Regions from separate parts of the Mus musculus genome. Here regions 1, 2, 3, 5, 6 and 7 are each linked to region 4. A link is a contact called in public Hi-C, HiChIP or PLAC-seq and promoter capture Hi-C data. All regions are on one chromosome and are shown on one strand. Each heading gives the region's core, a stretch centred on a gene start, on an enhancer-like site or on the middle of the called end of the contact. The rest is flanking DNA. Distances are from core to core; before and after follow the strand shown. Region 1 overlaps Rbm20 (RNA binding motif protein 20). Region 2 overlaps Mxi1 (MAX interactor 1, dimerization protein). Region 3 holds the start of Dusp5 (dual specificity phosphatase 5). Region 4 holds the start of Acsl5 (acyl-CoA synthetase long-chain family member 5). Region 5 holds the start of Smndc1 (survival motor neuron domain containing 1). Region 6 holds the start of Smc3 (structural maintenance of chromosomes 3). Region 7 holds the start of Rbm20 (RNA binding motif protein 20).

Region 1 (4,001 bases), core at 334-2,833, 1.5 Mb before region 4:
GTCTCCCTCATGTTGTGTCCTGTGGAGATATGGCCCAGGAGACCTTTAACAGAGCTTATCTACAGTGCTATTTAATCTTTCACTTTGAGCTTCCAAAACTGTGAACTGTATAAACCTCTTCTGGGTAATGCACCTAGCCTTAAGTATTTTGTTATAGTTACAGAAAACCCTTGATGACAGGTAGTACCTACCTTTTGAAAGTTAATATTACAGAGTAGTTAACACGGGCGTGGTGCTAAGAACACTGCCTGCCCTAGTACTGTGCTTGTTAAAGATCTACATTGCTGTAGATCAAGATTAAAAAAAAAAACAAAACAAAAACCTAAGCAAATTAGCATCGTATTTAAAACCAGTGTGTTGGCCAGTCTTATGCCAACTTGAACACATGAACTAGAGTTATCTGAAAGGAGGCAACCTCCATTGGGAAGAGGCCTCCACAGGATCAGCATTTTCTTAATTAGTGTCTGATGGGGAGGGAGCCAGCCTATTGTGAGTGGTGTCACCCCTGGGCTGGTGGTCTCTGGTCCTCTAAGAAAGCAGATGTAGCAAGCCAGTAAGACAGCATCCCTCCATGGCCTCTGCATCAGCTCCTGCCTCCAGGGTCCTGCCATACTTGAGTTCCTGTCCAGACTTCTAGCGATGAAGGGCAATATGGAACTGTATGTTGAATAAACCCCTTTCTCCTCACCTTCGTCACAGGGTTTGGTTGCAGCAATAGACACCCTGACTAAGACATAGTGTTACATTTTTATTAACATGATTTCCAAGAAACACCTCCTGCAAGACTTCTCTCCCACCTCCTTCCCTCCTACTTTAGCCTTCCGCCTTCCAAGTGTTGGGATTACAGATGTGAACCACCACCCCTGGCTTCCTTTAAGTCCGTTTTCTGGTAAAGATTTTTAAAAAATGTTAGTTTATATAGATATGCATTTATATCCCTTAGGAATTCTTTGGGCCCAAGTTTTTGGTTTTTTTGTTTGTTTGTTTGTTTGTTTGTTTGTTTGTTTTTCATTTATTTCTGTCTTGTGGGTGTGAGTGGTTTGCACACTTGTGTCCCATGTGCATGCCCGGAGCCAGCGGGGGCTGAAGAGGGCCCTAGATGAGAAAGTGAATTACAGACGGTTGTGAACTGCTGACCCATCTCTGCAACTCTTCTTTAGGCTTTTGAACTGGGTCTTGTGTACTAGGGTCAGTTTGAATAGAAATGCTGGGCGTGGATTTTCTTTTCCATGGGTATAGCACTGAAAACATTATCTTGAATATACCTGCTTGTATTGTAGACACACCACTTGTGTGTCTAGTGTTAGCGGGCAGAATAAGGCATCCGATCCCCTGGAACTGAGCTACAGACATTGTGAACCAATCTGTGGGGGCTAGGAATGGAACCTAGATCCTGTGGAAGGTCAGCTGGTGCTCTTAACGTTGCGCTGTCTCTCCTGGGGCATGAGTTTTGGTGAGGATTTTATACGTGAGGAGGGGCCTGTGTAGGGCTTCCCTTCTCCCATCGATGGACTGTTCTCAGAGAACTAAGGTTTGCTAAGATTACTCCCTCCTGGACTTTGGTTTCCTGTGAGCACACCGAGCAGCTTGTCGCCGCCTGGAGGCGAGGTGGCGCATGGGAGGAGTGCAGTGGTGAGACCTGACCGTCCTGACCCGCTGAGGGAGCGGGAGCGGCAGGGGCTCGCTGCTGTGGCATGGGTCGGCTCCAGCCCTCCTCCTTGAGGTCTAGATTAGCAGATCTAGCAGTTCAACCTTGATAGATGCTTGAAAACTGGGTGCCTAAGAAGCATTCGGGGTAGAAGGGATCGTTCTCCCGCCTCTATACCAATGCTCCAGGACGCTAGCTAGCATGCGCTCTGCAGAAGCCGCATGGGGGTGAGGGTGGGGGTGGGGTGGGGGATGGGGTGGGGGGTGGGGATCTGCTCTGCTTCCACCGGCGGGATTTGGGGTGTCGCTGGCCAGGACCCCTCCCCTCATTTCCAAGTTACAAGCCCGAAGCTGAACGCCCCCCCCCCCCCCGCAATGCCAGGCTGTACCATGGGTTTGCATTTTTCCAGTTCTTGTCGAATAAAGGTTATTATGCGGCACCAGGAAAGCAGGTTTCACTCTCCAATCAGATGCTGTTTGGCATCTGTATAAATTAGTCACTCTCCTCCTACTCCTTTCTGTAGTGTGTTGCCCCCCTCTTTCCGCACACTCGTGTGCAGGGACAGGAGTGAGTATGCAGAATGCAGGGCATATGTGGAAGTCAGAGGACAACCTGGGCAGAGGGATCAGTGCAGGGACTTTCAGAAACCTTTTATTTGAGTCTTTCATTGGCCTGGAACTTTTTATTGTTTCCAGGAGCTTGCATGGAAACCTCCTGTCTCCTTCCATAGTGCCATCTCAGAAGTCCATAGTGCCATCTCAGAAGTCCCTCACTGGGGACGTGGTGGCTGGAGGGGAGGGGAGAGAAGGGAGGGGGAAGGTTGGAGAAGGGGGTGGGGAAAGGGTATAGGGGTTGGGAGAGGGGGGAAGGACAGGGTTGGTGGGTTGGGGGAAGGACTGGACAGAACCAGTGGACCACCTTGTTTTATGGAGGTACACACTGTATAATATTCTGTCATTCATTCATATCTATATATCTATATATCTATACACACATATACACATATATTGCATTTTTGGGTTTTAGTTTAGTTTAGTTTGTTTTTGTTTAAAATTGTTAGAGGCTGGAGAGATGGCTCAGCGGTTAAAAGTACTTGCTGCTCTTTTAGGGGATTGAAAATATTGCCTGAGGATTAACATGTAGCATTCTTGGCTCCTTCTCCAGCACCATGTCTGCCTGCATGCCACCTGTAAGCCAGCCTCGATGAAATGTCCTTTATAAGAGTTGACTTGGTCATGGTGTCTCTTCACAGCAGTAAAACCCAAACTAAGACAAGACCCAATAGTGTGTCCTGTGTGACACTTGCATGGTGGTGTTGCTTGTTAGAGGCTTGGGGGGGGGGGGGAAGGAATGGGGGGATGGGGAGGGAGAGGGAGAGGGCCTCTCTTCAGGTGGCTAGCTGGGCTTCATTAACAAAGGCATTGTGTCATGTGGGGTTCATACTAGGGTTGTCATGGTCAAGTCCTGGAGCATTCCCTAGAGCCTGTTCCCCAGCTCCTTGGTTCTCTGTGGGAGCATCTGCAGGCCATTGCTTACAGAGGGAAACTCTTGAAAATGCTCTGGGGTTTGCCCTGCTTCTCTCAGGTCTGAGGACCCAAGCAGCCTAGAGCCTAGACAAGTCCCAAGCATCAGTTTAGAATCAATCTCAATTCATAGTCACCCTCAGATGATGAGCAGACTTGAATTATGTAATCTGAAGATAGACGTTTTTGTCTTGGGCACGGAGCTCAGCTGTGTGTCCCAAGTTCCTGGGGGTCACAGGGTAGCTCGCTGGGTTGATGTAGAGTCTACTTAATCCTCGTAATTTTAGCTGCATCAGGGAGACTCCATCTTCAGAAGCTGGTAGTGTTGCAAGTGTTGAGATGACCCCTGCCCTCACTCGCAGAGCCTGGTTCTTTGAGACCACCTGGTCTGCTTTTGTAAGGCTCTTTCTTCATTCCATCTGCCCTCTTGGAATTTGAAACAATGTAAGCCAATAAATAACCTTTCGGGTTCCCCACAAGGGAGCAAGTCTGTTTTATGTGAGTGCATGCCTGTCCCTGTGTACATACTAGTTTTGTGTCTGACTGGGGAGGATATGGAAGTGTCTGCCTCACATTTGATAAGGCAAACAGAGCTGGCATGTGTAATGACTAGTTCATGAAGGGTAGAGGTCTCAGTTCAAGGGCATGATTGCTTGCTAACAATGTTCTTAACTGCCAGAACTGTGGGATGCAAATTATGGGGTAGTCAAAGAACACTGGGATTCAGCCCTGGGGGAGAATGGGGGAAAGCTTCGTGGGAGTGATGGCGTTGGAGGATCCGTGAAACTGGGAGAAGGTTCTAGACAAGCAGAAGCAGTTAGTGAAGTTCC
Region 2 (3,740 bases), core at 242-2,741, 1.9 Mb before region 4:
AGCTCATGAGGGCGGAAGGGAAAGGAATGAGCAGCAGCCCGCTCACAACACAGGTGTGAAACCCACCACCGCAGGCACAGTTTTGTCGTCCATGTTGCGCTGGACATGAAATTGACGTTTTATAAAGGACTGAAAAAATGTTTGAAGATCAGGAAGTGTTCACGTCCTTCTGCCTCTACATAAACAACATCCAGCCCTCTGGGATGGCTGCGGTTACTGAACAGTGTGGGTGCGTGCCTGTGCGTGTGTGTGTGTGTGTGTCTGTGTGTGTCTGTAAAATTAAAAGGTGGAAGGAGGTGGAAACCTTAGTGCGTTTTATAGCTCCTTGAGGTACCGTAGCTGAAACCGGTACTCCAGCCTGTGCTCTCAGGCATTGGGAAACCAAGCTCGATTGCTTTAGTAACAGCACAGCACGGAGCTTATGGAGCGGCCTAGACAATTCGCTGTCTGACAGAGTTCATGGGGGCTGATAATCTAAAGTGACTTCTGTCTGCAGGGCAGAGTGGTGGGGCGGGAGGTCGGCGCCACTACCGTGCAGGTACTTTAAAAAGTTGGGAGTGAAATATGGCTGTTGGCTAATAGCTCAAAGTTGCTGTGTGTGTCTAGTGGCTCTCCAGGCTGTGCTGATTGGCTGATATCTTTCTTAGACGAGCTCACCTGCGCCTGTGTTTAGAACGCTTGAAAGTTCTGATCCCGCTGGGCCCAGACTGCACCAGGCACACAACACTCGGTTTGCTCAACAAAGCCAAAGCACACATCAAGGTGAGAATCTTTCTTTCCATATTTGCACTGATTCCTGTGTGTGTCGTGTACAGCTCACTAGACCGTCCTCTTCTTCACTAACTGCCCTCCAGAGAAACGGCTGTAAAATCTCACCAGCGATCCAGTGGGGCAGCATGATGCGAATAAATGAAAAAAATTTACAGCGTGGCCATCTAGACCTGAGAATGCTGGGGAAGGTCTTTCCGATACCCTGAAGGAAGGCAGCTGCGCCCTCTGGCGGAGATGCTGTTATTTGGCTTTATCTCTCAGTAATTTTCCACTGAATACCACATTGCAGGAGGTTTCTCTTTGTGGAACTTACCTCACAGACTTTTATAGTTCACTTCATTTGTTCAAGTAACATAGCATCCATACAGGAAAAAGACCACTGTTTTTATGTTTAAAACGCAAGTGTTTCTCAGTATTTATATATGCAAGGGTACATACATACCCACATATGTGTATTTGTGGCAGGAATTAGTTTTACTGTACTAGACTGGACTACAGGTGTGAATAAAACATCTTCATTTTAGAAACTTGAAGAAGCGGAGAGGAAGAGCCAGCACCAGCTAGAGAACTTGGAACGAGAACAGAGGTTTTTAAAGCGGCGACTGGAACAGCTGCAGGGGCCTCAGGAGATGGAGCGGATACGAATGGACAGCATTGGATCAACCATCTCTTCAGATCGCTCGGATTCAGAGCGAGGTAGGCAGCTTCTCTTTCTAAGGAAGTCCTGAGTCTCCGAGACGGGTGGGGGCGGGGAGACTGTAGACACTGCATCGGCTCTCACTAACCAATGTAGTACTGTCGTCTAGCTTCTGTTGTTTTGGTGCTAGAGAGCAAACCCAGCGAGTAGCATGTGCTAGGTTAGGAAGAGTGAGCCCAGCCGCACTCCCAGCCCCCAGCTTGGGCTTTGTGCACCCTAACATTCTCTGGCAGTGCCTTTGTGAACCACAATTTTTTTTCATATATGTATATACATTCTTTCTATTTTGAAATAAATTTTAGACTTAGAAAAAGTTCTGTTTAAAATATGCCAAGTTCTTGGGGGCTGGAGAGAGGGCTCAGCAGTTTAGAGCACTGACCGCTCTTCCAGAGGTCCTGCCTGAGTTCAATTCCCAATTCCCAGCGACCACATGGTGGCTCAACAACCATCTGTAATGGGATCTAGTGTCTCTTCTGGTGTGTCTGCAGACAGCCACAGTGCACAGTATACTCATATACATAAGTAAACAGATCTCAAAGGAAAGAAGGAAGGAGGGAGGGAGGAGAGAGAGAGAAAGGAAGGAAGGAAGGAAGCAAGGAAGAAAGAAAGAGAGAAAGAAAATGCAGAATTCTTACCATGAGAGAGGGACATGGCTTGAAGCTATATTTCATGCAAGAAAATCAAAAGCAAACCCCTTAAACCTACTTTATGATTAGCTTATTTTAGTTACTATTCAGAATTTGTTGATGAATCCATAGAAATCCATAGATCCACCTATGATCTATGATAGAGAGTTGACACCACCAAAAAATTCGGATGCCTAAACATAAATTTTCTATCTTTAATTTTATTTCTCCATGACCCCAACCTCTTTAAAGCAACCCTGATTAATAAACAGAGCTGTGAATTAGTTTTTGGTTTAATGTAAAACAGATGTTGTTAAACCACTTGGGTTGGGATCTTTTAATATTAAGTACTAATTCCCAAACAGGCCAAGCGCTTTTAGTGGGAGGTCTAGACGGACTGGCGTCAAAAGGGTTTTAGTAAACTTGCTGCCTAAATTAAGACCACCACTGTATACCAGATTGCTCTTTGCAGGAGAGTCCCTGATAGAGCACGGATAACCTTGCTGGATAACCTCTCTAACTTCTGAAAGTGCACATGCAGATTATTAATGCCCCCCTTTGTTTTCTCTTTCTTCCTCCCGCAGAGGAGATTGAAGTGGATGTGGAAAGCACAGAGTTCTCCCATGGAGAAGCAGACAGTGTCAGTACCACCAGCATCAGTGACCTTGACGACCACAGCAGCCTGCAGAGTGTCGGGAGTGACGAGGGTTATTCCAGTGCCAGTGTCAAACTCTCCTTCGCGTCCTAGGACCCAGCATGGCCTAACAGTGCAGGGCGGAGCGCTCACTGGGCCGAGTCAACACCGGCTCTCAAATTGGGTTCATGATGCAGTCTCCTCTTTAAAACTAAAAACTATACTTGAACAAAACGGTCAGAAGACCTGTATTTAAGCAAATACTTAACGAAAAGTGGGGTAGAGCCTCCCTGGTAGAACAAATATTCCTATATTTGGAAAGAGTACAGTTTCTAACGGCAGCAGAAACCATGCGCGTGATTATCTTGAGTTGACCAGGTTGACTTGAGAGACAATGGAGACTTCACTCTCCTGTTGCAGTTTGCTCACTCTGTGGTGGTGAGCAGACATTTAAGGATAGGGTTATGAACCCTTCCCGAGCTTCTTGGCCCTAGAAACAAAATCACACTTAGAGTAAGGAAAAGGCAGGATAATCAGGCATTAATCTCAGATAGCTGAAGAGCTATTAAAACTCAGCCTCTGTTTATCATGAAGCCTGTGGATGATCAGTTCTTTTAAACAAAATGAATTTTTAAAAAGCTCATATCGTGCTCTACAAAAGGAGAGACTCCATGAAGCCTTTTGAAAGAGGCCCTGACGCAGCCCGGCTTTCTGTTGGATTCCATGCTAAGCCAGCTAACCTTACCTGCATTGTTAGCTCTAGAGCAGCCGACCACCCGCTCGCCACCCTTCGGCCACGTAGGGGCAGCCCATGCATGACGGCCTGAATCACAGGAGGAAAAGCTCTGTGTGCCTCGGTGTCTGCGCGGAGCTGAGGAGGTGCGCACGCAGTATAGCAGCCAAGGTCTGAGCCACCGCAGCATTTTTATTTGAGATTTTGATAACTGTTTGTATGTGTTGAAAACCAAAATGACATCTTTTTAAAGCTTGTCCATAAGTAAAAACATAGATG
Region 3 (3,940 bases), core at 805-3,304, 1.7 Mb before region 4:
TCTGGTCCTAGGTGAGGGTCTCAGGGTTACTAGGCTGTGCCTCTATGGTACCATTCCAACCTGGCCTAACCTGCATCATGATTTCAGGGCAGCCTGCAGCTCTCTAGGAAGAAGGTGCCACCCAGAATGTTTCATGGGCTGTGGGGATGGTGGGTGAAGCCTCAGACGCTGAGTTTGATCTGTAGGTCCCTCATGGTGGAAGGAAAGAAAGGGTCCCTTGTAAACTGACCTCTGACCCCCCCCCCCCCACACACACACACATGCAAACTGACAAAGTAAATAAACAGAAGCACAATGAAGTGAAGACAAAACCATGGGTTTGCAGAAGTGTTAATTTCTCTCTTCTGAGGGGGAGTCTTTCAAACACCTCCAGGCATAACAGGCTGGGTTGTTTCCTTCACAGCAAGTGGTTTCTACTCATTCTTGGAAGTTTGTCTCAGCTCTCATCGGCTGAGAAACTTTCTCCACTTCCACCACAGCCCACACACCATGGGTGTGCAGACACAGACACTTACAGAGGCCCGAGATGGGACCAGGCCTCCTCCCTGGGCTGGGGCTGATGGATTGGAGTCCTGCTTCCAGCCGTGTTACCAAGCGTCTAACACAAGACTGGCTGGTGCCGGTGCTGGGTATTCTTCGTGAGGCTTGAGATGAAAGACGTGGGTGGAGCCTGCTAGCTACAGCTTTGGTGTTTTTTTGTTTGTTTGTTTGTTTTGTGTGGGGGGTGGGGTGGGTGCGGGCGTCTATATTGCTTAGATTGGCCTCGGGTTTTTGATATTTTTTTCTCAGTCTCAAAGATGCTAAAATTACAGGCCAGCCACTGAATACTCAGGACAGAGTATACAGTGATTGAATCGATTGCTTGAATGAAGATATGACCCAGAAGCAATGCCAGCCATTATTGTTGCTGGGCTGATTGATTGGATAGCAGAATGTGATTTCTGCTTTCTCCTTAAAAAAAAAAATCTCATCCACTTATGGGGGCTGTAAATGGATGCAAGGGTTTGGTTTGTTTTGTTTTCCATGAAAAGATAACAGTGAAATAGTTGGCAAAGGATTTGTAGGCAGAACGCATTTGCATCCCACGTGCCCTGACAGCTAGCAGAGCCCTCAGTAAATACTTGCAGAGGGGACAAATCACACTTAATTTTCCGGGAATGGGGGCAGGCAGCATGAAGCTCCCGAGAGAATAGCGGGGGCAGACAGCCTGGGATTACATTTTATCCACCATAATCCCACAAATCCAGAAGCCACCCGGACAACAGTTTAACTGGACTGAGCCTTACAGCTCCCCACAAGCTGCCCAGAACCACAGAGCTCCCGAGTCGGTGTATTGTTCGGGGGTGGGGGTGGGGCTTTTTGTTTTGTTTTGTTCTTTGAGGCAGGGTCTCACTATGAAGCTCGGGTGGTACATTGGAGAGAGCAATCTTTGGAGAGAGCCAAAAGGGGACTGTCAATCATCCGAAGTAGAATCCACTTGACGTCTCCGGCTCACCCATTCACAACTCCTCCTTTTTACTCTCAGGAACTTTTATTACGGAAAATTAAAAGGTAACAAAAGTGGGGGTAACGTGTTAGAAAGAAGCCCCCAGTATCAAGATGACCAAGCCACGCCGCATCTCGGCTCATCTCAGAGGCTAAATCTCCTTGCAAACGCAGACACAACCGGGAGCGACCGGAATCCGGGATTCACCGGGAGGCCCCAGGGGCTCCGTAGCGCGGCCACGGTCACCTCCTCTTCCCGCACGGCGTGGGTCACCTCGGCCTGGTGGCGTTCCTGACACTCCACCGGTAGTCCGGGGTGATGCGTGAGTGAGTCTCTCGGCGCCGGGCCCCCCGAGAGAGGGAGCGATCGCCCGCCACTTCCTCTTTCTCGCTCTAAGACGCCCTCTCTCCAGCCTGCTCCTTGGGTGGAGGCGGGTGCCCGCAAGCTCCACCCATGGGCGTGGTCAGCCAGGGGGCGGGGAAATACCCATATTTGGCCTTATATGGGCACTCACGTCACAGGACGCGCACTCATTCACATAAAACGCTGCGCTGCCGGCGGAATCCCCAGCTTTCTGGGGCAGCGAGCGGCGGGGCCGGGAGCCCAGCGAGCGGGGCGTGGAGAGCGTCGCGCGGCCCCTCGCGCCGGGCTCCGTTTGCAGGCCACAGCCCCCGCGAGGTGGCCCGCCCGTCCTCTGGCAGCTGTGGGGCGCGCAGCGTCGGGCCGCTGGGTGGCAGCGGCATGAAGGTCACGTCGCTCGACGGGCGCCAGCTGCGCAAGATGCTCCGCAAGGAGGCGGAGGCGCGCTGCGTGGTGCTCGACTGCCGGCCCTACCTGGCCTTCGCCGCGTCGAGCGTGCGCGGCTCGCTCAACGTCAACCTCAACTCGGTGGTGCTGCGGCGGGCCCGGGGCGGCGCGGTGTCGGCGCGCTACGTGCTGCCCGACGAGGCGGCCCGCGCTCGGCTGCTGCAGGAGGGCGGCGGCGGTGTGGCGGCGGTGGTCGTGCTGGACCAGGGTAGCCGCCACTGGCAGAAGCTGCGGGAGGAGAGCGCCGCGCGCGTCGTGCTCACCTCGCTGCTGGCCTGCCTGCCCGCCGGCCCGCGGGTCTACTTCCTTAAAGGTGAGTTCGTCCGGGAGCAGACTGCCCTTTGCCACCCTCCCTTGCTCCCCTGCACCCTGTGTTACCAGGCCCCAGGGTTACCTCCCTGCATGGGAACTCTGGACCGGAGAAAGTCACCACTTGCGGGAGTATGCACCCCGGGGTTTGACGTGCGCTTGGGAGGTCCTTGCAACACGTCAGCGCCCAGGGCTTCCTTCTCCCCACCCGCCTTTCCTCGAAAGCGTCTGGCATCCTGTCTGTCCTCTGGGTTGGGTGGGCTGGGAAGGTGCTGCGGGCGGTGCTCCCTAATAGTTCCGGGGGCCCAGAGCTCATGCTGGTCATTGGCGCCGTTGGCAGGCCACGGGGGTCGGAACCTTTCTGTACAGATCAGCGCGATCAAACAAGTTGAGACCCTCCCCCAGGAGAGTGGCGCCGCGGTGTCCCCTTTCTTCCCGCCTAGACAATTAGAGCACGTTAGGCTGTGTCTTGGTGGGCCTCTTGCCTTTTTGACCCTGGCAAGTCCCTCCCCTTCCTCTCCCTTTATTGCTTTTTATTGTTATCCTCCAGCCTCCTCCTCCTCCTCTCCCCAAATAGGCCGTTCTCAAGCTTAATTTGGGAACTGACAGCTTTCCCACCCCTTTCATCCTGTCATCCCCAGCAGGGGATTATCCTCAGAGACTACCAACCGGCCAACCTAGTTAAGAGAGGTGCTGCAGAGGCTGCAAAGATTCAGAGGAGATTCTGAGGCCTTTGATTTTAGGCCTCCGAGAGCTGCCTGCAGGCCCGACTTATTTCACCTGCTGTCGAGATAACTTTGGCTTCCGGTTGTGGGTGTGTGATTACTCTCAAACCCCACATCATTGATTTCTGGGTCATTTCCTGTGACTGCTCCTGCCTTCTAACCTCAAAAGTATGGGAACACTGGCCTGGGTGCAGGGGAGAGAGCTCTCAGATAGGGCCCCAAAACTCTGATGACTTGTCCAGGAACTCTGTTACGGTTCAGAATTCAGGTGCAGTGAGCTGAAGACCCAGTGTCAAAGCCATGCAAGTTGGAATTTCACACACTGTAGGCCAGGAAGATCCCAAGGCAAGTGGGTAGCTTCCCAGCTAATTAACACCTCTTGCTAACTGTTCCTTGTTGATCCCATTGGGAGATAACAGGTGGATGTTGCTGCAGCCCAGCTGCAGAATCTGCAAGGGTGGGTGGCCTTTTCTAAGCTCTGCAGCGGTCTCTCTCTCACTGTTAAAAAAATGAGGTAACATGTGTCCAGGTGACAATCTGAATAGCCCCAAGGGTGTTTAAGGAGATGTGTGTCTTCAGCCCACCCTAAAACCTAGTTCCTCCCCAGAAGCAA
Region 4 (3,797 bases), core at 270-2,769:
AGGTGACTCTGAGTGAGCAGGTAACTTCTACCTTTGCACCTCTATCGAAACAGGTCCAAAGGTTCCAGAGCAGCTGGCAGGACACTCAGAGCAAGATCCGGTGGCTTCAGGTGCGCCTCGTCCTGGAGCGTGGAAAGGCAGAGGCAGCTTCATGTGGTGCTGAACAGAGAGAGCTAGCTGCAAGAGAAGCCATTCCTCAACCTAGCTGCTGTGACCATTCTCAAGAGGTAAGCTGCCTTCTCTGGCCTATGGGCTAGAGGGAGTAGATAGATATGGCGGGGGAGAAAGTGAGTGTGTATTCATCTGTAACCTGACTAAAGCTCTTTCATAACAGGGGTGATAATCTCTCAGCTCACTTGTGTGGGAGGCAAAGAAAGATGTCAATTTGAAAGGAAAACATTTGAGCCACTTGACTCTTAGAAGAGGAAAAAAAAATCAAAAGAATTGGAAGAGAATGTGAGGGTATAAAGCCTTTTGTAAAGGGTAAAGTTGGAGCAAGGATGCAGGTTTCTTTCATCTTCCATTCAGAAATTCTTAAGAGGAGCCACTTAACAATTGTTGATGTCTCCGGAGGGAGGAAGGACTTCCGGGTTGTGACACTCTTAGGGTCTGGAAAGCATCCTAAAGGCAGGGTATGTGGTGACATTAGGAGCATCTCCTATAAGGGGAGTAGTATGCCTAACCCACTAGTATAGCTAGTGGTAGAGCTATAGTTGACCTAGTCTGTCTCTACGGTCTGCTCCATCGTATAGAAATCTTGGGCGATGTCAGAATCCTCCCCATGTGGGAAACATTTAGAGTGTCATTACCATGCGGTGGAACTGGATGGAAAGACAAGACAACAAGATCTTAGAATGACCCAGCCCTTGCTGAAACGGACACTTAATTCTAGAGATCCATGACGTCAAAAACAACAATTAGACTAGTTGGTGTGCTCCTGCTATGGGAGATGGGATAAAACAGGACTTAGAAACCAGAGATAGATATCCTAGATAGACATCTGAGGCTTGGCATGCACTTTCCCACCTGAGGTTTTCCTGGGGGGGGGGGGGACGCCGGGGGGGGGGGGGAGAAAAGTCTCCTGGGAAGCTGAGCTCCAAAATTAAACAAAAGCTAGAGGCACCTCTATCCGTCCTTCCCAAGGGGTCAGACCTGCAGGTCTCTGAGGTGTGGCACCGGTTTGTTTTTCCTGGTCTTTATAGCAGGGGTGGGTGGGTATGGGGTGCTCTCTGCACAAAGAAGGAATCCTAAGGTAGGCTAGCACTCTAGTGAAGTCTTCACCTTGAACTTCCTGTCAATCCTTGGAGGGATCAAGGCCGGGAAAATGCTACTTGATTCTGCGTGTCGTGAGGTTGCAGCGGGAGTGGGGGAGAGGGAGGGGGCAGAACCTGTCATCTCTCTTCCAATTCTGAGACCGAGGTCTCCTTGTGTCCCTGGGAGACCAGAACCTCAAAGGGTGATCGATTAAGACAACTGTGAACCCGGATAATGCTGAGGTGTAAGAGGGGTCACAGAACACATTTCATCCTTAAACTTGGCGGGGTGAGAGCCGGAGCTGAGCTGGTGTGTCTGCGGAAAGGGAGCCACTTCAACTGAATGGCTCTCTGCCCCCGTGGTTCCTGGCTTATTTATCTATTCTGTTGTCTCTGCGAGGTGCAGAGGTGCCTGGCTTTTTGAATCAGGGAGGTCTGGGGACTGGCGAAAGGAGCTACACAGAGAAAGAGACAGTCGTGCTGCATCTAACCTAAGGGCGGAGGTCCCTCTAGCTGGACTTTCCTGTCCTGCGAACGCAGCGGGGAACAACGTCACCTCCGTTTCTCTGGCAATGAACCCAGGGCCACCTCAACTCGTTTTCATTTGGATTTTCATCTTGGAGAAGAGCTAGTGGGACCAGCGGGAGCAGGTGGACTGTGTTGATGCAAAGGTGGCTCGTGTTTCAGCCCCTGGGGATTGAGGTTAAAGGCTTTGAAAACCGGCTAGGGTAGCTTTGGATATCTGTCTCCTCCTAGTCAAAAGCGGTTCCACTTTCAGTTGTGAAGGAGGAGGGAAAAAAAAGCCAAACCAGGAAGTGAAGTCCCCAGCACCAGCATGTCAGAAAGCCCGGCTATGGCCTGGCTGGGACAGATCAGGGCAGGGCAGAAGTGGGGCCACTAGCCAGGCTGCCTGCCTGCCTGCCTGCATGGACGCTCTGAAGTCACCCTGCCCGCGGAGAAGCCCGGGGTGAGGAAGGGAGGACCGAGGCTCTCCTGCCAGCAAGAAGCCGGAGCCAGAAAGCCTCACTCGGAAGCTCCAAGGCGTGCGTGCGGCCCTTCCCAGGGTAAGGGATCTGGAGCCGGGTGTGATCCTAGGACGGGGCTCCTGCACGCGTGACAGAGGCATCCCAAATCCCTCCTCCCTGCCCACTTCAGGAAGCTGCTTGGAATTCAAAGCTTGCTGTGCCTCCACGTGTGCGCGCCATGCTCTCTCTGCCTGGGAGTGGAGGGCTCCTCTGCATCAGGAGGGATGAGGGGAAGGAGGAAGAGGACACAGGGAGGGACTTTCTCTTAAGGGGTGGAATACAAGCAGAGACCTTTTGGCAGACCCGAGCACGTGGCGGCATAGCTCCCTGGGGTGGGCTGGGGGGTGGGGGTGGGGGGTTAACCCTGATTTTCACTGAGTTTTGACTCCCTCTGATGGTAAGAGCTAAGGAATCAGTCCAAAGAGATGGAGATACAGGCCGAATGAAGCTGGGTCTCTTTTCAGAGCTATAAACACTGGTTAGACCTAAGATGCTCTTAAAGGGTTTTGGGAGCCTTGAAAAGGGGCTGCAGGAGCTGGGCTTTGATACCTCCTAGTGGTATCGCCCCTCCCCCTCCCCTTTGACAGTCTAGTCTGAATGGCAGGGTTGAATCTAAACTTCCTACTTACAGTTGATTGGTGCCTTGTAAGAGGCAGGGTCTAAAATAAAATAAAGCATTGGTCAGGTTTAAAAACTGGAGATAGAAGGCAGTGGATTCTGACCCCGCCCTCTGTGTGCACATGGCAGTTATTTCAGGTAATTTTAGAATTCACCTTGGAAGGAACAGTATAAAATCTTGTGAGCATCACTCATGTGTCCGTCTCTACCAATGAAAGGCACAATAGACTAAATAAAACAATAGCTGTAAATGCAGGCGCTTTGAGAAAAGCAGGTAGCTTACTTAGGCAGGCGAAGTAGCTGGTGTATTTATGGGATATTGGTGTTGGAGACACTAGAAAAAATTGCAGCTCCTATAACCCAGAGAAGCATATTCAATTTAATTAAAAAAAATACTGTTCAGATAAACGAAATTTCAGCCAAGCTATATTACAATTTTATTTTATTTTATTTATTTATTTATTTTGAAACTGATTTTTCACTTTACTTCTTAGGCAGGTGGGGCTGGCCATCTGCCTGTCTCAGCTGCCCAAGTGCTGGGGTTATATGCCTGGGTATATGCTAGTTATTTAGGGCAAAGATACCTTCCACAATATCAGTGTGCCTCTGTGCACCTCAGTGCTACCTCACAGTGAAGAGGCACGTCCTGGGACAGTATGCTACAGAAGGGCAGAGAACTGAGTTCACTGCCAGCACATAGTAGATATCATATTTGAGCAAGATGTTGTTTTGAGGTGGGTGACTTCTCTATTTAATGGTTAAAAAAAAGTGTCAGAGAGGTGACACCCTACCTTCCCATGTTCACAAGGCAAGCAGGTTGTCAATTGTATTGGAACTATAAGCAGTCTGATGCTTTCAAAAATAAAACATTTACAGTTTTATTTTTAAAGCCCATCCTTCA
Region 5 (3,469 bases), core at 306-2,805, 1.9 Mb before region 4:
TGTAAGTACACACAGGATTTACAAAACCGAGTGTTTTGTTCCTTCTGATGTACACCAAGAGGAGCTAATGTGAGAAGCCTCAGTACCTGTGTACAAACAAGCATATACACGTGGGAGCGCCTTCCTCAGATGCTTTGCGTGCCTACGAGTCTTGAATGCATACTTTGAAAAAGACAAATCCTCTTCTCAAACAACCTCAACTCCAAGTGTCCACCTGTACTTACTTGCAAATCCTTCTTCAGTTTCAATAGATCTTCATTTTCTCCATTTCCAGAAAGGGCAGCTTCTACTTGCTGGAGTTGAGCTTTGTAGCTAGCCAACTGTTTTGCTAGATCCTCTGACATCTGAGGAAAATAAAGGCCCATAAGGCAAGTCAAATATCAAATTACAAAAAAACAACAACAAAAAAAAAACTTCCTCTGACCTGTCTAATTTAAATCACTCTTGCTACAAAATTCAAGTTCCGTTCATCACCATTTTAACTTTATTCATATTTAACTAATCCACAAACTTCAAGGCAATTAAATTCTAAAGACTGCAGATACGGCTGGTCAATTCTACACAGAAAGAGTTCCCCCGGAAAAATCATGCTATTAAAAAAGAAAAAAAAAAAAAAACCCTGCTTCTTCTTTAAGTATCATATATCATAGGAAGACAGTGTATGTCAATAAAGACTGCGACATACTTTTCAAAAGCTGAGAAAGTCAAAAATCAAGAGAAATTAAAATTCGCACGGACGGGTTCTTCCCCCCAGTCAGAGGAAGCGGTTTTCGGTTAACTACACCTTCGGCGTTTCCTCGCCTTTCTCTCCGGTGGAGGGAACCGCTCGGAGCGCTCACTCTTCCTTCACACGGAGGTCATCCTAGAAACCCGCCTCTCGCCCAACGCAGCTCGGCGTCGCCAGGGGTCCAGAAGCCCCTCTGGGCGGCCGCGGGGCAAACATACGGGTCCTCGGGGGACACCTCCGGGACATTCCGGCCCACCGGAAGCCTGGAACCCCGGCCGAGTCTTCCCGTCCGCGCGCGGGCTTCCCCGAGCCCGCTGGAGCCCCGGTCCACCATCTCCCACCAGGGAACGCAGACCTCCGCGTCCATGGAAACCGCCGAGCCCCGCACCCTCACAGAGGCTTCCCCCAGACGGCCACGTTCGCCGCCTCGTCCCGGAAGCCCCCACGCAGGCCGGGGCCGTCCACTGGGGGGTGCGAGAGCCGCTGCCTCCCCACACTGCCCTGGCCGGGCCCAGCTCTGACGCCGGCGCCCTCGCTTCCGGCCTCCGCCTCCACCTCCACTCCAGCCCGAGGCCCGAGGAGGCCTGACTCTCCCTCAGGGGCTCGTTACCTTGGGTGGGGCTGGGGTCGGGACGGCGGGCAGGGGTCGGGGAGGCGAGGCGAGGCGAGCGGCGTCAGGGGCGGCTGCAGCCGGGAAAGATTTTCCGCCGCGACGAGCCTCGGTCGGAAAAGGAGAAAGTCCGCCAGCGAGGGGGAGGGGAGAGAAGCCGGCCTCGGGCAGGAGGAGAGAGAGACAAGGCGAGCGAGATCTCGCGAGACCTACGGACTCTCGTGGAAAAGATGGCGCCCGGGTCACATGACCCTCGCCGCCCTCTCAGCAGCCTGCGATTGCAGCCTCGGAAGGCGGAGCGGGTGTGGTCTGATGGGCAGGAAGTGACGTGTCTGGGCCGCGCCGGGGGCAGAGGGCATGTTCGTTTTACGTCAGTTCCGCCTCGTGCTGGGAGCGGCAGCGAGTGGTTCTCTGTGGTGGGTGTTGTCCTCCGGTTCCCTGCGGCGTAAACTCGCGAGCCTTTCTGCCCAGCCCTGATGAGATTTAGTACCGGGAACGGGCTGGGAGTGATGGCGGGTGCCTTGTGTCCCACAGGGAGGCAGATGGCGGCGGCGGATCTGAGTCTGAGCCCGCATAGCGAGTTCCAGGCCAGCCAAGGCTACAGAGCGAGACCTTGAAGTCAAGAGAAGGGAAGTTTTTTGTTGTTTAGAAAATAAATATAGCCAATAAAGATAGAGTGATAGAAGTGGAACGGTGACCATTTGAGGTGCTTAGGCATCACCCATGGTAGGTAAAAGCCATGTGATGTAAGAAAATAGAGAAAGGTAGGATGTTTAGAGTCAAAGCTGGCAATCGCTCACCCAGCGATCAACTTCAGCATCACTAGTTGTGAGACAACCTTACTTTATGCATGTTTATGACCGAGTGACAGTCAACATGAAGTGACTGTCACCTCTGAGGAAGTATAATCAAAGCCCTTTTGAGTTTAAAGGAAATAATAAGCATAACGTGTTGAATGTCCGTGAGGAAAGAAACACCCATCCAGAATGTGCGATTTTTTTTTGACTTAAATAATTCAAGAGTAATGTAATTTTAATGAGAAATACCTCCCTTCGTCTTGGCCATTTGGAGTAGTTTAGAGGTGTTCCCTGCCTTGTGCAGATTGGAGAGGTTAAAGACACACACACCACTTAAATTTGAGCTCTCGGCGCTGTATGTGCAGTTTGATGCCGGCTCACAACAAAATACTTCAGCCATCATGTCCTTGGCCTGCTGCTGCCCCTGCCCGGCCATTATAGACTCACTCCGGAGCCATAAGCTAAAATAAAATCGTTAAGCTGCCTTGGTCATGGTGTTTTATCACAGCAACAAAGAAGGAAGCAATGCTATTAAAAGGAGTAAGGACTGTTTTGGATTAGAAGATTAAAAAGATGGGTATGGTGGTGCCTGTGTGTAGTCTCTGTTGTGCCAGGAAATGTTCATGAGCCCCCCCCCAAAAAAAAAACCACCAGGGAGCTGATTCTGATGCAATTGAACTAGGTTCTTTTGTTCAAGCTCGAGCTTGGGCCTCACCACCCTCTCTGATGCAAGAGAACTGGGGGCCGGGGGTGCAAACGCAGGGTTGTAGATTTGTTAGGAAATAACCTGGAAACTGGTGTTGGATGTAGGTTTTGTTGTGAGGTAACCTGGAAACTGGTGTTAGGCACAGGACTTGTTGGGGGGAGGGGGGGGCGTAGCCTGGAAACTGGTGCTAGATACTGGCCTGTTAGTTTACTTGAGTTTAACCTTAGGTCAGGTTCTCTAAGATGGAGTCCGAACCCTGAAGGTTTGGTCTCAAGTACACCAGAGGCAGAGGGAGGAAAATCAACTGAAATTTAAAAAGTGCCTGGACTAGTGTACTCCAGGCCTTCCAGGTCTAATAGCAAGTGCCTATCTCAAGATCCAAACAAGCAAAAGGAGAAATGATAATGAAGTATGTAAATGTTGATTGGATCTTTGTATTAGTCAGACTTCTCTAGAGTCACAGAACTCTATGAAATAAGGAAATTTGTTATGACAACTTACAGTCTGGAGTCCAGCTCCCCAACAATGGTCAGCTGTAAATGGAAGTCCAAGGATCTAGTAGTTGCTCAGACCCACAAGGCTAGTAGATTCCAATAGATGTGCTGGCAAGTAAATGCAAGCAGATATTG
Region 6 (3,498 bases), core at 336-2,835, 1.7 Mb before region 4:
ACTAAGCAGTAGATGAATTTGAACTTTTGATCTTGCATCCACCTTCCCAGGGTTCTGGGATCACAGATGTGTGCCACTAGGCTACCCAGTGCTGGGGAAGCGTCTAAGACCTCCTGTATGACAAACTAGGGCTTTACCAACTGCACTGCAAACCCAGCCGTCATCCTGAGGAACTGAATGAAGGCTTAGAATTCTGTTTATAATATACCCCAAACCCTCACAAACTGACAGGGGTAGAGGTCCTTAACTCCCAAAATGAAATTTTAAATTAAATTTCTTTCTTTCTTTTCTTTCTCTTTTAATACTTTTTCTTTTTTTTTTTTTTTTCCCTCAAACTTTGGGTGGAATTTGGCCAGAGTTTCAGATAAAGGATTCCCAGTAGGGCACAAGATTTGCCCTTCCTCGTAGACATGTTGAGGGTGAGAACTGCCTCAGGAAGCAGGAATGGTGACCAGGACCTTATTAGGTCGTCCAGGTTTGTTTGTTTATTTCCCAGTAGGCAATTTTAGAGTTGCCCAGAACTCTACTCCCTACACTGATTGTATACATTTAGCCGGGCAGTGATGGCATAAGCCTTTAATCCCAGCACTGGGGAGGCAGAGGCAGGCAGATCCTGAGTTTGAGGCCTGCCTGGTCTACAGAGCGAATTCTAGGAAAGCCAGGGCTAAAAAAAATCCTATACATTTAGGGACTGACCCTAGTACCTACCTATTTCTTTTCTTTCTCTCTCTTACTTTCTTTTCGAGACAGGGTTTCTCTGTGTAGCCCTGGCTGTCCTGGAACTCACTTTGTAGACCAGGCTGGCCTCGAACTCAGAAATCCGCCTGCCTCTGCCTCCCGAGTGCTGGGATTAAAGGCGTGCACCACCACCCCGGCTCCTTTTTTTTTTTTTTTTTCTTTTTTCTTTTTTTTTTAATTTACCTATTTCAAGAAATTTATTTGTGGCAATTGTACAGGTCTTTCTATAAGGAGTTTAAAGTCATCCTTAGCTACAAGGTGAAATCGGGGCTTGGAAAACTAAAGACAACCTCCCTAAATCAATCCCTTCAAATGTCCTAGCGTCCTCCAGTTCTCTCAGAGCCGTCAGGAGGCTCGGAACCAGCAGGAGGCGCTCTGAGCTAATAAAGAGAATAATGGAAGCGCGGAGGTTCTGAGCTCAGAACCCCAGGCAGTCACAATGAGACCTACATTCAAGTCGGGCGCTAGGCTGACAGGCCACGTCCTTTTTAAGCGGCCCGGCGACCACGTGACCTCCGGCGCGCTCGGCGATTGGCTCCGCTCGTCTCACTCCAGGCTTTGGCGCCGAGCAGGCCCCGCCCCTCACGGGCGCGACCATAGTCCGTGCGTCCGGAGGTAGTTCCTGCCGGCCTCTGGAGCGGGGCTCCTCCGAGTCGGACTCCCAAGTGATTCTCAGCAAAACAAGAGGATAAGAAAATCCTTTTCTCAGATCAGGTCCGTCTAAGAGGGCCGCGGGAGAGGGGCCTTTCCTACGCGACAGAGTGGAACCGGCCCAGACTCCCCCTGCGATCCGCATCGCTTCCATCGTGGTTCCGCCCGACGCGCGGGCCCCGCCTCCGCGGCCGCCGCCATTTTGTTTGGCCACAGGGGGAGCGAGCGGGAGCGAGCGGAGCGCTGTGAGGAGGGGGCTGTCTTGCTCGTCTTCCGAGCCTGCGGCCGCGCTGCTGCGGTGCTGAGGCGACGCCTTCCCCCTGCCGAGGGGCGCGGAGCCATGTACATCAAGCAGGTAAGGGCCGTGAGAGGCGGCGGGGTGTCCCGGAGCGCGCCGCGGGTGGGTTAGGGCCGGCCTGGGCTTGGGGGGGCGGGGAGGAGCGGGGCCCTGACGAGCCGAGCGCCGGGCTGCAGTCGGCGCTTTCCCCCGGGGCGCGGTGCGTGGAGCCGAGCGGAGCCGAGCGGGACCGGGCGCGGCGGGCTGCAGGCGGAGGCCCGGCTTCCTCGGGCGCCGCGGGCTGCTGCGAGCTGCTGGGAGGCCGCGTCGTTCTGCAGGCAGGCATGGCGGTGCATGGACCGCCTTCGCGAGGCCCCGGGCTGGGCTGCAGGCTCTCTCCGCCTTGCCTCAGGCTTTGCCCCAGCAGGGCGGACCCTCGCAGCAGGTCGCGTCGCGCCTGCTCACTCGGTTGTTTACTTCTGTCAAAATGCTCTTCCCGCGCGCGAGCGCCGAGCCCCCGGGACACGCGCTGGGCGACGTTTTTCTATTGGACGGGTCAGGCTCGGAGCGTTGCGATCCTATCTATCCCCTTTTCACTTAATTTTTATTATCTTATTTCTTTTTCTCAATGGACTCATTGGGGCTGGCCAGTGGTTTGACTGAAGGATGCCCTCTCACTGGGCTCGCAGGCTGGCAAGCTGCGACCAGCTCGCTCGCCCGCCCGCTCGCCTGCCTGCTGTCTGGACCTTTACTGTCGTGCAGAGCTCGGGGTCGAAGCCGCTGGGTTTGGAGAGCTTCTCCCAGAGCAGCCCTGCACCAGCAAGGGTTGCAGGCCATGTCGGAAGGGGTTTAGCGAATCTTTAACTTGCTTGCTCCCGATCGCAATGGTCTCCGCCGAGTGGACCGTTTCTGTCTTGCCTTGCGTGAGAAGCAAGAGACGGAGAAGGAAAGAATGTTGCCCTAGAAGTGCTTTCTGTGTTCTCAAGGGTTGTCTCTTCTTTAATAGGTGATCATCCAGGGCTTCCGAAGTTACCGAGACCAAACAATTGTAGATCCCTTCAGCTCCAAACATAATGTCATCGGTAAGTAAGTGTTCTTGGTTTACCATGTTAGACTTAGAATTGCTACCGATAGACGTGACAGGCCAGGGGAGACGGGAGTTGTCTTTGAATGTTAATATTCCTCCATGGGATTACCTGTTTCGTGTCTGCACCGATGAATTGCTTATTTTATAAAAATAAAATTTTTGTGTAACTCAGACGGATAAATCATTTTGGAGCCCAGTGGTGTAAGTTAAGTAGTGGAATGTTTGCCTAGCGTGTGTGTGTGTGTGTGTGTGTGTGTGTGTGTGTGTGTGTGTAGGATGTTGATGATGTGTCTTCATTTCAGAACCTTTTACATGAGAGGGTGTCGCCTGTTTTGTTCTTAGTCCATCACTGTTACTTTCTTTGAAGGATGGCTTATTTGCAGATTGTGGTCTTTTTCCCTTGCCAATTTCTTTGTGAGTGTGAGTTTTTATGAGAGACGTGAACAGACACTACCTGTCTCAGAAGGCCATTGGAAAGAGTAAAGAGAAGGGATATGGAAATTTGAGATTAAAGCTCACATGATTGTTGCCATTAACAGTACTTAGTTAAGGTTTTTTTGGTGTTTAAAGTCTCCGTTTTGCTGAGGAAACCACGTGCCACTGAATTTTGAAGGATGGATGAAGTTAGTGCTAGACTTGAGAGGTTCTGGCATTGGTGGTTTGACTGTTACAGTGTCCTAGTTGCAGTTTGCTAGGCCAGCCAGATGAGGTACTCTAGACAGTGGGCTAGGTGGTCCTGGAGAAT
Region 7 (3,415 bases), core at 548-3,047, 1.6 Mb before region 4:
CAGTCCAGACAGTAAACAGATCTGCCTCATGACTACAGAGCTCTCTCCAGACGCTTTAGACGGTTCTCTGGCAACATCTGGGAAGACTTCATTCATTGTCTTTTTTGGGGAGAGTCTCAATGTTAGTTTTAGGTGTTTTCCTCCAGGGTTAAGGGAGTGTGTATGTGTGCCTGGGTAAGATGGAGTATGTGGAAGCCACACTCGAGAAGTTAGTGACAGAAATTGATCACAGAAAACTGCCCGTGTCTTCAGACACCCTGTTCTGCTTCTGAGAGGGGCCAGCAAGTAAGCCATGTTTACTTGAGAGATTTTTGCTTTTTTTTTTTTTTTTCGAGACAGTCTTTCTCTGTGTCTCCCCGGGTGTCCTGGTGCTCTGTAGATTAGGCTGGTCTCCAACTCACAGAGATCCCCCTGCCTTTGCCTCTCTAGTGAAGAGCTGGGACTAAAGGCATGTGCCACCCGCCGCCACACGTTCTGTTTTGTTTGTTTGTTTGTTTGTTTGTTTGTCAGACTTGTGTGAATTGTGAATGATGTGTGTGATGTTTAATACAAATAATCGTAACTCTAATTGGCAATGAGAGAGAGAGAGAGAGAGAGAGAGAGAGAGAGAGAGAGAGAGAGAGAGAGAGAAGCTCTCTAAGGTAGGGTGGCAGAGTAGGCAGTTTCAAGGGGAAATTGACACAAGAGTCAGGAGGGACAAAAAGTATCTTTCAGAGAGTTCAAGCAGTTGTCAGGTTTTGAGACATCTTTAGAATTTTCTGGTGTGTGAAGCAGGCAGGCAGGACTTCAGGCTGTGGGATCAGCTCGCTGCCCTCTGGCTTATAACGCACGAGAGAGGAATTTGGCCGCGGGCGTCCGTGTCTGGAACACCACGGAACAGCACAGTCCGAGAGAGCACGAGGCGGCCACTCCCCGGCCGGTGCTCAGGTGCAGGAGGGTCTGCGGGAGCAGGTGTCCCCTGTCGCCGTCTCCAGCTGCTCCGCCCTCAGAGCCTCACAAGTGCGTCGCACAGCTGCCACCCCGGTGCACACGGGTGTCCGGCGCAGGTGGGCTCCGGGCAATTAACAGAGTCGGTGAACTCTCTTCCTTATCCTTTAAATTTCCAGAGACGCTGCCAATAAATATGAAAGAAACGTGTGCCTGGTTTTCTTTTGCTCTCGTGGGAAAATTCAAAGAAATGAATCCACTGCTACCCTGTCCGTCGCCTTTGGGACCCCCGAAGCGACAGCTGGAACTACCAGCGTGGTGAGCTCCGGGGCCTGATCATCTGGGCCCCGAGATCGCAGTCCCACCCACCTAGGGAAGGATGTGACAGTGTCGGGTCCTTCCAGAGGCGCTGGCTGGGCTCCAGCCGCAGGAGGATGCCAAGCCCCGGGCGCACTTCGCGCTGGCGATGTCCTCGGGACTCTGCCGGAGCCGGGCAGCCTGTGAGCTCCGGAAGAAACTACAAGGCGGCGGAGGGCGGCTGCGGGGCGGGCCGGCGTGTCGCCCTCTCACGAGGGTGTCGCGCTGAGGAGCGCCTGGCTGGTCACCCCGAAGGGCTCGCGGTGGCGGGTGGCGGCTGCTACTCACTGTGCCTCGGGTGGACAGGCACAGTTGTCCCGGTCACCCCGCGCGCAGCAGCTCCTGGGCGTCTCGCGGCTTCCGTGGCCCCGGGGACGCCCCCTGTTCCTGTCCCTGTCCCCCGCCCCCTCCGCAGCCTCTCCAGCTTGAGCGCCGGGAGGTGGAGGAGGCGGCGCCGCGGGGACTGTCTCCTCCCCACCCTTCTCGTCTCCTCCCCACGCCACCGAGAAGGACAAGGGGACTGGGCACAGGGACCCCGGCCAGTGAGCGCTTGTGTTCCGGGACCGCCCCTCCCGCGCGCTCTTTCGCTGCGAGCCCGGGCCGGTGTCGCCGCGCATGGTGCTGGCAGTAGCCATGAGCCAGGACGCGGATCCCAGCGGTCCGGAGCAACCCGACAGAGATGCCTGCGTTATGCCCGGTGTTCAGGGGCCCTCCGTGCCCCAGGGCCAGCAAGGGATGCAGCCTCTGCCGCCACCGCCACCGCCTCAGCCTCAAGCCAGCCTGCCCCAGATCATCCAAAAGTAAGAGGGAGAATGGAGTGGGGCTGGGGTGAGCCTGGGACACACACCAGGGGCCCTCTTTTGTGGCTTCATTTCCATCCTTTGCTAAACTTCGCCCGCCCCGCTTGTGTTTGAAGTGTTGTTGGCGCTCTGAGCTGGGTCGGTGTCATTCTGGCTTGTTGGTGATATTGGGTAGAACGCAGTCAAGTTATTAGTGTGTGGTGGTGGTGGTGGTGGGGCATAATTTTTGCCTTTTCTTATGTGTTCTCTTTTCTCTTCTGATGGTACTGGATCTGTTTTAACTTCATAAGCTCGAAGTTGGGGGAAATGACCCAGAGACTATTTTTTTCATCCTTCTGATCCTTAGAGACCACTGGAATGTATTACGGTGACGATGACGGGTCAAGCGTGAGTGTGAGCGCTTAGTGAAGGGTGTGTGATAAATCGCCACTGAGAACAAAACTACCTTTAGTGGAGTCAACTAGAGATTTGGGACAAAGGGAGTTGAGGGCCTGTAAACAACGCGCAAACAGTTTACAACATGGCCCTTGCAAGGAGTTCTCAGCTGCAGAAAAGGTTTCCCCTAGATACCGTGGTGAACCTCACCGTTCTTCTTTTCATTGGTTTGGTAAGCTGGGGTGGTCAGGGGTCCCAGGAAGCCCCTTATCCCGTCTGGGAAGCGTAGAGGTAAACCGCTGGTGTTTTACTCCCTCGGCTCCTTAAAAAGCATTGTTTTGACAGTTTGAGGCCTAGAATGTCGGATTGTTCGAAGGCTCTTTATTTTGCTTCAGGCTTGGTCCACCTGTGACAAAGTCCTGAAAAATAGTTTGAGTGTTTCCACAAGTCTAATTGGAACATGTAAACTCAGGAAAACTCACATGAGGAGCTGGGGTTTTTTGTTGGCTGTTCTGATCTTGGGGATTCTGTAAACTCACTACGATGCACTAAGGAAAAAAAAAGCAAACATGGAAAAGGAAATGGAAGCAAATAGTAGTCAACTCTGAATGGCTTTAAAAAGCGAGTTATCTAATAGAAAAGAGTGAAAACTCAAATTTGCCATCAATAACAGGGAGGGGGGGTGTCGCGTTTCAGGACAAAATGGTTTCCTATCTGTTGGCTGGTTGACTCCTAAAGTCCTATTTAACTTTGATATTTTACATAACTTTTAGCTACTTGCAATTTGCAACTTTTTAAAAGTGAAAAGTTTCCTAAGGTGGTCCTTTTTCCTCTCTTTGTAAAGCGGTCCAGCAAATCCTAAAGAGAACTGACACTTTATATATCTCCTGAAGTTTCACTTCGATCCGCAACGTAAATAGAGGTCAACTGATAAAAACTGCTTACATCTAAAGTCT

Evidence for each region. Promoter capture Hi-C pulls out the DNA fragments that hold promoters and counts their contacts. Hi-C and Micro-C count contacts between places; a contact is called where the count stands out from the background. HiChIP or PLAC-seq counts read pairs in DNA pulled down with a chosen protein or histone mark.
Region 1: a promoter capture Hi-C map of hippocampal neurons shows a contact between it and region 4, with 4 times the contacts expected there. The contact joins the enhancer-like site here to the promoter of Acsl5 in region 4. A contact is called at or near these places in 10 of 39 promoter capture datasets (the C10 cell line, the HPC-7 cell line, the SN4741 cell line and 6 more), 9 of 115 datasets of contacts at active chromatin or transcription factors (the NIH/3T3 cell line, embryonic forebrain, embryonic hindbrain and 6 more) and 1 of 9 other capture datasets (embryonic stem cells).
Region 2: a promoter capture Hi-C map of embryonic stem cells shows a contact between it and region 4, with 5 times the contacts expected there. The contact joins the enhancer-like site here to the promoter of Acsl5 in region 4. A contact is called at or near these places in 5 of 39 promoter capture datasets (the 3T3-L1 cell line, embryonic stem cells, hippocampal neurons and 2 more), 1 of 484 Hi-C or Micro-C datasets (B cells) and 1 of 115 datasets of contacts at active chromatin or transcription factors (large pre-B cells).
Region 3: a contact with region 4 is called in a promoter capture Hi-C map of pre-B cells, with 4 times the contacts expected there. The contact joins the promoter of Dusp5 here to the promoter of Acsl5 in region 4. A contact is called at or near these places in 2 of 39 promoter capture datasets (hippocampal neurons and pre-B cells) and 1 of 115 datasets of contacts at active chromatin or transcription factors (pancreatic cancer cells).
Region 5: a Hi-C map of B cells shows a contact between it and region 4, with 6 read pairs. The contact joins the promoter of Smndc1 here to the promoter of Acsl5 in region 4. A contact is called at or near these places in 7 of 39 promoter capture datasets (the 3T3-L1 cell line, the C10 cell line, frontonasal cranial neural crest and 3 more), 1 of 484 Hi-C or Micro-C datasets (B cells) and 4 of 115 datasets of contacts at active chromatin or transcription factors (embryonic stem cells, epiblast stem cells, large pre-B cells and 1 more).
Region 6: an H3K27ac HiChIP or PLAC-seq map of epiblast stem cells shows a contact between it and region 4, with 7 times the contacts expected there. The contact joins the promoter of Smc3 here to the promoter of Acsl5 in region 4. A contact is called at or near these places in 12 of 39 promoter capture datasets (the 3T3-L1 cell line, 3T3-L1-derived adipocytes, the C10 cell line and 8 more), 5 of 115 datasets of contacts at active chromatin or transcription factors (T-cell acute lymphoblastic leukemia, embryonic stem cells, epiblast stem cells and 2 more) and 1 of 9 other capture datasets (liver).
Region 7: a promoter capture Hi-C map of embryonic stem cells shows a contact between it and region 4, with 4 times the contacts expected there. The contact joins the promoter of Rbm20 here to the promoter of Acsl5 in region 4. A contact is called at or near these places in 15 of 39 promoter capture datasets (the 3T3-L1 cell line, 3T3-L1-derived adipocytes, the C10 cell line and 9 more) and 11 of 115 datasets of contacts at active chromatin or transcription factors (the NIH/3T3 cell line, differentiating embryonic stem cells, embryonic forebrain and 6 more).

What each region holds. Positions count from the first base shown.
Region 1 is chr19:53,703,453-53,707,453 of GRCm38.p6, forward strand. The region is part of intron 1 of Rbm20 (RNA binding motif protein 20); the gene reads left to right. Among named protein-coding and RNA genes, the nearest start is that of Rbm20, 28 kb to the left of the region's middle. Within about 2 kb of position 1,584, at least 41 of the 459 cell types and tissues checked have an H3K27ac peak or open chromatin away from gene starts, as enhancers often do. A contact at or near this core is called in embryonic stem cells and hippocampal neurons, where this site is marked.
Region 2 is chr19:53,368,895-53,372,634 of GRCm38.p6, forward strand. Mxi1 (MAX interactor 1, dimerization protein) reads left to right here. Exons shown (of 6, transcript NM_001008542.3): 4 at 648-762; 5 at 1,296-1,467; 6 at 2,679-3,740. The coding sequence ends at 2,842. Among named protein-coding and RNA genes, the nearest start is that of Smndc1, 20 kb to the right of the region's middle. Within about 2 kb of position 1,492, at least 28 of the 459 cell types and tissues checked have an H3K27ac peak or open chromatin away from gene starts, as enhancers often do. A contact at or near this core is called in embryonic stem cells, where this site is marked.
Region 3 is chr19:53,527,091-53,531,030 of GRCm38.p6, forward strand. It overlaps Dusp5 (dual specificity phosphatase 5), which reads left to right and starts at 2,055. Exons shown (of 4, transcript NM_001085390.2): 1 at 2,055-2,606. The coding sequence starts at 2,228.
Region 4 is chr19:55,251,850-55,255,646 of GRCm38.p6, forward strand. Acsl5 (acyl-CoA synthetase long-chain family member 5) reads left to right here and starts at 1,520. Exons shown (of 22, transcript NM_027976.2): 1 at 1,520-2,317.
Region 5 is chr19:53,389,079-53,392,547 of GRCm38.p6, forward strand. Smndc1 (survival motor neuron domain containing 1) reads right to left here and starts at 1,556. Exons shown (of 6, transcript NM_172429.3): 1 at 1,338-1,556; 2 at 225-344. The coding sequence starts at 344.
Region 6 is chr19:53,598,811-53,602,308 of GRCm38.p6, forward strand. Smc3 (structural maintenance of chromosomes 3) reads left to right here and starts at 1,586. Exons shown (of 29, transcript NM_007790.3): 1 at 1,586-1,744; 2 at 2,673-2,748. The coding sequence starts at 1,730.
Region 7 is chr19:53,675,509-53,678,923 of GRCm38.p6, forward strand. It overlaps Rbm20 (RNA binding motif protein 20), which reads left to right and starts at 1,798. Exons shown (of 14, transcript NM_001170847.1): 1 at 1,798-2,084. The coding sequence starts at 1,900. Gm46653 (a long non-coding RNA gene) reads right to left here and starts at 263. Exons shown (of 2, transcript XR_001782674.2): 1 at 1-263.